2 separate regions of the Xenopus tropicalis genome follow, and region 2 is linked to region 1. A link is a contact called in public Hi-C data. All regions are on one chromosome and are shown on one strand. Each heading gives the region's core, a stretch centred on a gene start, on an enhancer-like site or on the middle of the called end of the contact. The rest is flanking DNA. Distances are from core to core; before and after follow the strand shown.

The links. A called contact is a pair of places that touch in the nucleus more often than the background predicts.
Region 2: a Hi-C map of neurula embryo shows a contact between it and region 1, with 2.7 times the contacts expected there. The contact joins the promoter of pex11g here to the promoter of btbd2 in region 1. A contact is called at or near these places in 2 of 5 Hi-C or Micro-C datasets (brain and neurula embryo).

The regions. Positions count from the first base shown.
Region 1 is chr1:102,964,949-102,969,593 of UCB_Xtro_10.0, reverse strand. It overlaps btbd2 (BTB/POZ domain-containing protein 2), which reads right to left and starts at 1,261. Exons shown (of 9, transcript XR_208219.4): 1 at 411-1,261.
Region 2 is chr1:103,289,446-103,294,096 of UCB_Xtro_10.0, reverse strand. It overlaps pex11g (peroxisomal biogenesis factor 11 gamma), which reads left to right and starts at 2,451. Exons shown (of 4, transcript NM_001079302.1): 1 at 2,451-2,668; 2 at 2,915-3,103; 3 at 3,575-4,231. The coding sequence starts at 2,600. The coding sequence ends at 3,766. The region is part of intron 1 of b4galt1l (beta-1,4-galactosyltransferase 1); the gene reads right to left.

The DNA.
Region 1 (4,645 bases), core at 12-2,511:
AGGAATCCATCAGCCTTGTGTCCTTGTTGACATCATGTCTTATGTCAACAGAGAAGCATACCTCTCCCTCAAAGTTCCCCGTTGGCACACTGATCCTTATGCACAGAATGTTATGTAAATAAATACGATTTAGATTCATCTCATGACACTGCCCTATACAGCAGACCCTATCTATATGAGGCCCAGCATGAATGGCATCAGCCCTGCTTAGGTCTCTTGGGTAACTCTGACAGCACGCAATGAGGATGTGTAAAGCAAACTGCCAATGGCGAGTGGCACAAGCACTTAAGATATATATATATATATATATATTAGCCAATGCCAGTATCAGCCGCAGAGGAATGGCTGACTGGGTCCGTACTGCGCTGGGCATCCCACTAGCCTGTCACTATGCCACCTGTACCACATACCTGTGCGCCGGGATCCGCTGGCTTCCCAGTCCTTTCCCCACAAGGAAGTGGACGTCGCTTAGCACTTCGTTGTTGAAGAGGAAGGTGAACCTTTCCCGCACCGTGGTTTTGGTGGCCTGCCAGTTGTACACGGGCTCCCGGAGCAGGCCAGCAGCAGCAGCAGCAGCAGGAGGAGGCGGCGGTGGTGCAGCAGGAGGCGAAACTCCAGATGCCGAAACTGCAGCAGCTGCCTGATTCCCGGGGGACGAGGCCCCAGCCCCGCCGCTATAGTTGTACGAGGAGGCCGAGGAGCCACCGCGGTTGCTGGGGGCGCTGTTCCCCACCACCCCGGGAAACGACAGGCCGCCGCTCCCACCCGCCGCCATCTTGGATGGGGGAGGCTCCGGTGGGCGGGGGCAGGAGGAGGAAGGTGAGGGAGGCGGGTCCCCGGGGCTGTTTACAAACAGAACCGGGCAGCAACGGCGCATGAGGCGGCAAGGCCGCTGTCTCTATGGCAACCCGATGAGATGGAAAAGAAGAGGGCATTGAAGGGAGGCAGCGTTGCTAACTAGAGGCGGGGCATCGTACATTCATGCGAGCGAGCGCTTATTGGACGAAAGAGTAGAAGCACAACCTCACATATTACTTAATGTTAGCCCAAACCCCCCGTCTGTGCCACATGATGCAATATCTACTAGCTGATTGGTCCTCTGTATCTGAGCGTTCGGGCAGTCCTATGTCACGTGCTGTTGCATTGACTCTGGAGATTCTCGATGGTGCAGTTTTCTAAAGCAGCGAAGTTCAAACTGGAGATCAGAGACACGATTTGACGGATTACTGAACTGGAATGTTTTGGGATGATTATACGCATGCATGGATTGTATCCCTCCTTTAAAGACATGTCATTGATCTCCCAATGCTATTTTTGTTGCAGTTTTCTAAAACTGTTAAAGGAGACATATCCTATAAAAATTAAGAATGTACCAGGGAATTATACTCCTCTAGATATAGAAGGATTGTGCTTAAAAAGTTGTGTTTCTGACTGATTTATTGAGAAATTCCACAAAACCCCCACTAGCCCCGCCCATCTGTGCCACTTCCTGCTGGCTGAATTCTCTGGATGTGCAGGGGAGCTGGCGGCTCTCAGTACACTCCACTGTAGGATAGGAACCAATCAGCACCCAGGCCGACCTGATAGGGAACTGAAGCCTGTCTGTGCTTGTGTGAGGGCAGGGCTGTGATTGGCTCTCCCCCTCCTACTGTGCTTCTGGCAGGGACCTTTAGGACACGCCCACTCTTCATTTCACACTGGACGGATAAGTGATACCATCTATAGGGAGCTCCAATAAAGGGTCCATTTTTTACAGAGAGGATTAATATTTAGCACAAAGTGAAACCAGCACCGTATATTATTCATAATTGCCTACAAAATTAGGGTTTTTCCCATTTATCCAATATGTCTCCTTTAATAATAGCAAATGACATACAAGGTAAATGATTATACAACAAGAGACCATTACTTGGGTGTGAACAACTCAAAGGCACTTAGGTAAAACCAATGCTAGTAAGAACAAATACAAGAAATAGCATCCTAGGAGAACATAGACAAGCTGCCCTATTTTGCCCGCACAGTCCTGTCACCAACACCATGTCATTTGCCCCTGATCAGCGCAGAAACTTGCAGAGAAGGGAGTGCATTTAAGAATTGACCAAGACACACCCAGAACATAAAATGCATATTTAGACTAAAATTATGTGCTCGTTCTCAGAATCTCTTAATTTTGTACAAACTACAGATAATTTGGCTCTATTCAGACCCGTTGTATATTCAATCCTACTTTGTTAATCCACAAATAGCAGAGAGTGTAAGGGATATAAGACAACAGGACCTTTGTAACTAAGCAATAAAGATTGGTGAAAGATTAGTGAAATGCATTAGACATAACTAACTTGTATCCCTAAACTACAGACACGGTGTATTGCAATGTACACAGAGCCTCTTTGCTGCTTGGATCTGGACCCAAGTGCTAGATCATATGGATGTGGTGACCAACTAAGAAAAGCCTAGAAACCTGTTTACTAGGTATTAGCCTTGACAATATAAGGGGTAATTTACAACCTTGGGGGGCATGAGTGCAAGCACACTAAGGCACGAGAGTGCACCCATTTTGAATCTAGAATGGCCTAATGCAGGACGCAGATATTCACACAAAGGAAATGCAGAAGTATGTGACAGTATTAGTAAAAATGAAAGATATTTTTTCTTTTACAAAAGTGCCCACCAAACTGTCCCAGCCTTGTGTTACCACAGCCAAAATTCTGCCACTGCTTGATGTCCCTGGGAACAGAGGGCTGGTTACATTACTCATGCTGAGCTGGAGACTGAGTAATTCTTTGATAGGCTGCAGTAAAGTGTTAATTTGTACTCCAGCCTATGGAAACACCACCCAACCCTTTTGTCTACCACCCAACCTTCTTGACCAAAAGAGGATTTACAGTTTATTTCCAAATCATTACAGCAAGTACCACTGGACCAGGGGTGGCTTTGGGAGCACTTTTCTAAGGAAAGAATACAGTCCACATTCTTTTCTAGTAATGACAACGAGATAAGCAAATGAGGATCTTATCTAATGCTTCCGTGTATGCCTTTTATGAAACATGTTGAAAAGCTGCTGCAGACAGCACTAACCTTAGTCAAGTTGACCTTTAGTATAGTAAGACAAATGCTAAGAATTCTTTTTAGGTACATGAGAAATATTGGAAAAGTTATCTAAAATTATTTTAGCAAAAAGGCTTTGAACTGACACTCTATGGAAATAAATTGAGCAGCAACTTCATTGTATCCTCGAGGCCCAGACAGACAATCTCTGGATTCTGGAAAATGCCAGAGGGCTGCTGTAAGATGCCAAAGACCAGGGGTGTCAAACTCAATCACATAAGAGGGCTGAAATCTAAAATGCAAGCTAAGTCGCCGGCCATATTTTTTCAGCTTGCTTTTGTTTGACACGTGTCATAGACAGTCAGTATTTATTGGGCTGATGGGGGGGGCTGTTTGAGCCTCTGTGTATTTGAAATGCTGTTACCCTTACCCATATGGGAGCTAATGTGTGATGTGTATATACCTGGCCAATACTGAAGGCAAGGCTACTGCACAACTCTTTCCTGATTGCTGGTATGCTTTCTTTGGCAGATCTTGAATTTGTATTGTGCCCACTTCTTTAGGCAGCGAACCTGACAGTTATACAGTGAACAGACGGTGTGGACAATAATGATGCTTGCTCATTAGGTACAGGGATTGCCACCTGCAATGTCTTGGCATACTGTTAAGCTTAAAAATGAGAAAAGGAAGACCACCCCACCAACACTTGAAAGGCAGGGGCCAGGACTCTATGGATACCAATTATTCACCTTAATATTTGGCATTTGCACCTATTACTTTTTTTAGCAGCTGGTGAGGCAAGACAAGAAATGACCTTCCCCCCCCTATAGCAAAAAAAAAGTTAAGGACATTTCTTGGTAGCTTAAGGCACAGAATGTCTTAAATAGACTGATAATGGGTGAGTGCAGATGACCCTTTTTTTTGTCTATATGAAATTTGTAGTCACAACCTCATTGCACCCCCACCCTAATGTGGTGATCACAACTTTCCCTTTTTTTGCTATAGTTTATACAGGAGCAGTGGCCAGCTCCATGTTGTAGCTCCCACCCTTTCAGCTACAGTCAGGTGATCCCAATGGGCAGATAAAAGGGCAACCACTTGGGGGTTTTAACCTTGAAAGCAAGCAAGTTGCAGGTAAAACTCAGTCCCTTTGTAAAATGTATATTGAAGCAGTAGAATTCTTAATTAATCAGATAAAAGTGAGTGTAGCACTGGCCAGACTGAGGATGACTTTGACAGGGTTGGCCAGCTTGAATATATGGGCAAACAATCCCTGTTTTGCTTAAAGGGGAGGGCTTATTTTGGTAGCTTAATGCACAGAATGTCTTAATGTCCTATATATATTGATAATGGGTGAGTGCAGAGGACCTTTTATTGTTGTCTATATGACCTTCACCTATATAGTAATCACCTGTTATTTACAAAATGTGAACTGCCACATTTTCAAATGATAATTCCCCTAAGGGCTGTGGCACATGGGGGAGATTAGTCGTCCGCAACAAATCTCCCTTGTCATAGGTGACTAATCTTCCCGAAATGCCATCCCACCGGTGAAAAGGGAAATTGCCGGTGGGATGGCATACGCGGCGCTGCGAGA
Region 2 (4,651 bases), core at 1,202-3,701, 320 kb before region 1:
CAGTAAAAGAGTTAAACCTGTCAGCCTGGTTCTTCAAGGGGCTGTCCGGGTCAAAGCTTTCTGACTGGTTTTCAACATTCAGAAAACATAGCAGAAACCATTTAAATAGTATTTGGCGGACGTAACAACCCCGTCTCCAAGGTAATCACGTCATCACATGACGCCGGAGATGGTTTGCGTGATGACATCGGCACCGCATACCACAGACATCATCACATGCCCCCTTTGTCAAAGTTTATAACTGAACAAAGGTGCCACCCTAGGGCTGCTGTAAGATACCATGGACAGTCACTGTTTAGTGGGCCTGCGGGTCTGTTTGGGCCTTTGTGTTTTGGAAATACCAGGGCAAATTTGGAATCCCAGTTCACACATTAAGGTCTCTAGCATGTAATTGGTCTCTTATCACTAAAGCAAAACCCCCAACAACCAACTTCTATCATAAGACAGTAATCATAATAACCACTCAGACAACATAATTAGTTTTTGGAAAAAAGGGGGAGGTCATGTTTATTAAAAATTTTGACTATAAATTCACTGAATAAAATGCGGGCCCCAAATCATTCCCATTTAAGGGAGAACACAATTTGCACCATTGCAAATGGCAGGCCCACCACCAGTTGTCATAATAGACATATATGGGCTTCACCTGTAGGGATTCCTGCCTGGAAGCAAAACCAGTGCCAGTGAGCCCCTCAGTGGTTGCCCCTCCAAAAACACATTTGGGCTTCTCCTGTAGGGATACGCGTTGACCTGGAAGCAGAACCAGTGCCAGTGAGCCCCTCAGTGGTTGCCCCTCTGTTAAAATGGGCTTTGCTTGGTTTATCCCCAAGGCCAGAAAGCAGAATCCGTGCCAGGTGGATTCCCAGCGGTTGCCCCCGCACAGTTCCAGGCCCTGCCAACCACCATATGGGGCCCGCATTGCCGCCTCTCTCCTGCTGCTAAGCAGTATTTCATGCTTATATTAACCTAGAAAAACTTAGGGAGGGAGGGTGGAAGAAAAAACACAAGTTACGTACCCTTGATACACCAAATCCCTCCCCCAGATTTTTCCCCACCTCCTAAACAGCCTATTGTTAAAATACCTCCCAAATTGTTTCAGTGCTCCCCCAGGGGCCTATTGTTTTATAATCAATAAAATTAACCCCCAGACTAGTTTCCCTATTTCAGTGCCTTACCAGCACCCTATTCTTTTCTAATCAACAAAAAGCCCCCACAGAGCCTGGTTTCTTCCGGCAGCTTACAGCCCTTATGGGGTTTCTTTTGTAGCCACTGCAGTCAGCCTCTTATTTCCCATCACCCATTGCATACCTCCCAACATTTGAAAAATGAAAAGAGGGACAAAAAGATTTGGCGTGCGCCCCCTTTTGTGGCCACGCCCCACTTACCACACCCCATTTTAAAAAAATACCCCTTTTACATAGATCAAATGGCGGGCGCAGACGAAAATGTGCTATACCCTCATACTGAACGACCTAAGGAAAACAATATAGCAACTCCTACATTAAAATACAAGTATAGAGAGAAGACAGTCAGTTATAAGTGAGTTATAACTAAGTACCAGTTTTGCCCCCCATACACAGTACCCCCATACACAGTAGCCCCCCCATACACAGTAGCCCCCTTTACACAGTAGCCCCCCATACACAGTACCCCCAATACACAGTACCCCCCAATACACAGTAGTCTCCCATACACAGTGCCCCCATACACAGTGCCCCCTATACACAGTAGCCCCCTATACACAGTAGCCCCCTATACAAAGTAGCCCCCTATACACAGTAGCCCCCAATACACAGTAGCCCCCAATACACAGTGCCCCTATAAACAGTAGCCCCTAATACACAGTACCCCCCAATACACAGTGTCCCCCATTCACAGTACCTCCCATAGGCGCAGCCTTCGTCTGCGGCTTCGTTATGCCTCTCCTTGTGCAGCGCGACAGGCCCTTTTATAAGGTTGCGTAATGACGTCACACCCACAGGCGCAACCTTATAAAAAGGCCTGTCGCGCTGCACAAGGAGAGGCATAACGAAGCCGCAGAAGAAGCAAGAACATCCGGCTACAGCAAGCGCAATGCGGGACATTCATGGAACTATCCGGGACAGCGGGATGCGCCATAAAAAGCGGGACTGTCCCGCGAAAAGCGGGACAGTTGGGGGGTATGCCATTGTGTATCAATTAATAAACCCCCCCAGACTGATTTCATCCGGCCTATTACCCACACAGCCCTTATGGGGCTTCTTTTGTATTCACCGCACTCAGCCTATTCTGTACGTGATAAGTGTTAACAGTAGGAAAGTGACAGGTTCCCTTTAAGAATTGGCAGCATGGAGGGGGTGGAGTTTAGAGAACCAGAGTGAGGTTTGGAACACAGAAGTTAAGAAGCTGACGAGGCTGCAGTGTGATGGTGTTAACTCGCAGAAATAGTGTTGATATGTAGGAGGCAGATCCTTGAATGCAAAGGGATAAGTAGGAGTGGCTGACGTATTCCTGGTTGTTGCAACATATCACTTATTTATCTGTGGCTATCACTGTAGCTCTTTGATCTTTGCTTGTGACCCTGTTACCTCTGCCCTGCTCTCTACAGAAAGCTGTTGCAATGGCTGCTGCTGCTGCAGTGTCTGGTCTTGTAAATGTCTTGGAATCTTACAGAGGGAGAGACAGAGTGGTGAGTTTATAACTTCTCCAGGGCAACAGGCATGATTGAGCTAAAATGCATCTATTGCAGTTATACTCAGGAACTACTGCCAAGAGGCTGCAGGAAACTTTCAAAGACACATGCAGCCAGGCAGGATAAGAGTTGGTGCACTTTAAACGAGCCTCACTAGTTGCATCAAGTCACCAGCTGATTAATAGTTAATGATATTGCAGAAAATGGCTGCTCTTCAGGTCTCATTGTACATTTATATTTCAGGTCAGAACGCTATGTTACAGCTGTCAGCTCCTGGGTGGGGTGATGTCAAACAAGAGTGAGGTGGATCACAACTGGGGAAAGAGCCTTCTGGTTGTGGCATCACAGCTCAGCCACTGCCGGACAGTTCTACGGCTGTTTGATGATCTTGCCATGCTCGCGTACTCTGTAAATTATGGCTTGGGAAAAAAGGTGAGATGACCGTTTACACACTACTGTCCAGTGGGTACATCTGACCAATATGTAGCCAAAGAAGACTTACATGATTGGCTCCATTTGATACTTATGTTGTTTAAAGGGACAGATTTTAAATTTTTTCACAATGTTAAACTACATCTAGCAAACAGGATATACCTTTACTTCTGCAGCCCCCTTTTTTCTACCCTCCTGGTTTGTCAACTGTGCTAAATACTGAAAAAAGATGATTGCAAATCGCCTCTGGATATTGGTGTTTTATTCAGGCTGAAGGTTATTTATTCCCCTGTCATGGTTATGCATAGCATGATTTTTTTGTATATATCTGTGCTTTATATAAAATAAATATTAAGCACAAATTTACCATTTAATATCTGTGAAGTTAAAAATAAAGGAATTAAGTCATTTGTTTTATTATTACATGGTGATGATGGTGATAAAAATCTAAATTATCCCTCATTCATGCAGGAGAAAGACCCAATCATCAGGTGGATCTCGATCTTCAGTAACATATCTGATCAACTCTATTACCCTTGTGAGCACATAGCATGGGCCGCAGACTCTGGAGTTATTAGTGCAAAGTCTGAAATATGGTGGACTGCGAGCACAGCATTTTGGGGGCTTTCTCTCATACTAGGAATTGTGAAGTATGTCTCATGATTTGTAAAATAACTGCTGAACTCACAATATTTAGCTGTTGCGCTGGTGAGATTTTGATAAGCTTTCAAGCTAAAAAAAATCTATACTGCAGAAGCAGATTCTCCATATTATTTTATAGTTTATTAAAAAATGCTTTTTGTGGTAATGTGCATTGCTGTGGCTTCATAGTGATAGTGGATTTTTAAAAAAAAAAATAAATGGTGGGACATGTGCATTATTCATACTGAGTGCACCAATAAAGCCTGCTCCATCAGGGCTATGGACCATAGACAAAATGCATGACATATACCTGTGGTACTAATGTCTAGGGGGAAGAAGCCCAGTATTCCAGAAGCAGGTAAATTATTTCACCATTAGTGTCTTATGGTTATACATAGGTAAAGGTGCATTCATTTTACAATATTCTGTTTCCACTATCAGGTCACTAAGAAGTTTAATAATGCTAAGAAGATACAAAGGAAAAAAGTGAGTAATACCTACTTATGTTTGACAAGCTCTGCTACTGCAACACTGAGAGTCTATGTGCAATATATATATATATATATATATATATATATATATATATATATATTCAGAAAAGCGATCCGCACTCACGATTACTGTAGAATAGTGCCCGGGTGCCGCTTGGGAAATATCAAATATACTTAACTGCTAATGAGCGCACTCCAGGGTCTTTAGCTTAAAAAATTCGATCTTTATTTCAAAGTTGCCATCATATCATGGCAAGATATGATGGCAACTTTGAAATAAAGATCGAATTTTTTAAGCTAAAGACCCTGGAGTGCGCTCATTAGCAGTTAAGTATATATATATATATATATATATATATATTGCCAGTAGGAAAACATGTGTGTCACTTCTGCTTTCTGAAGTTGCCTTGGTAGT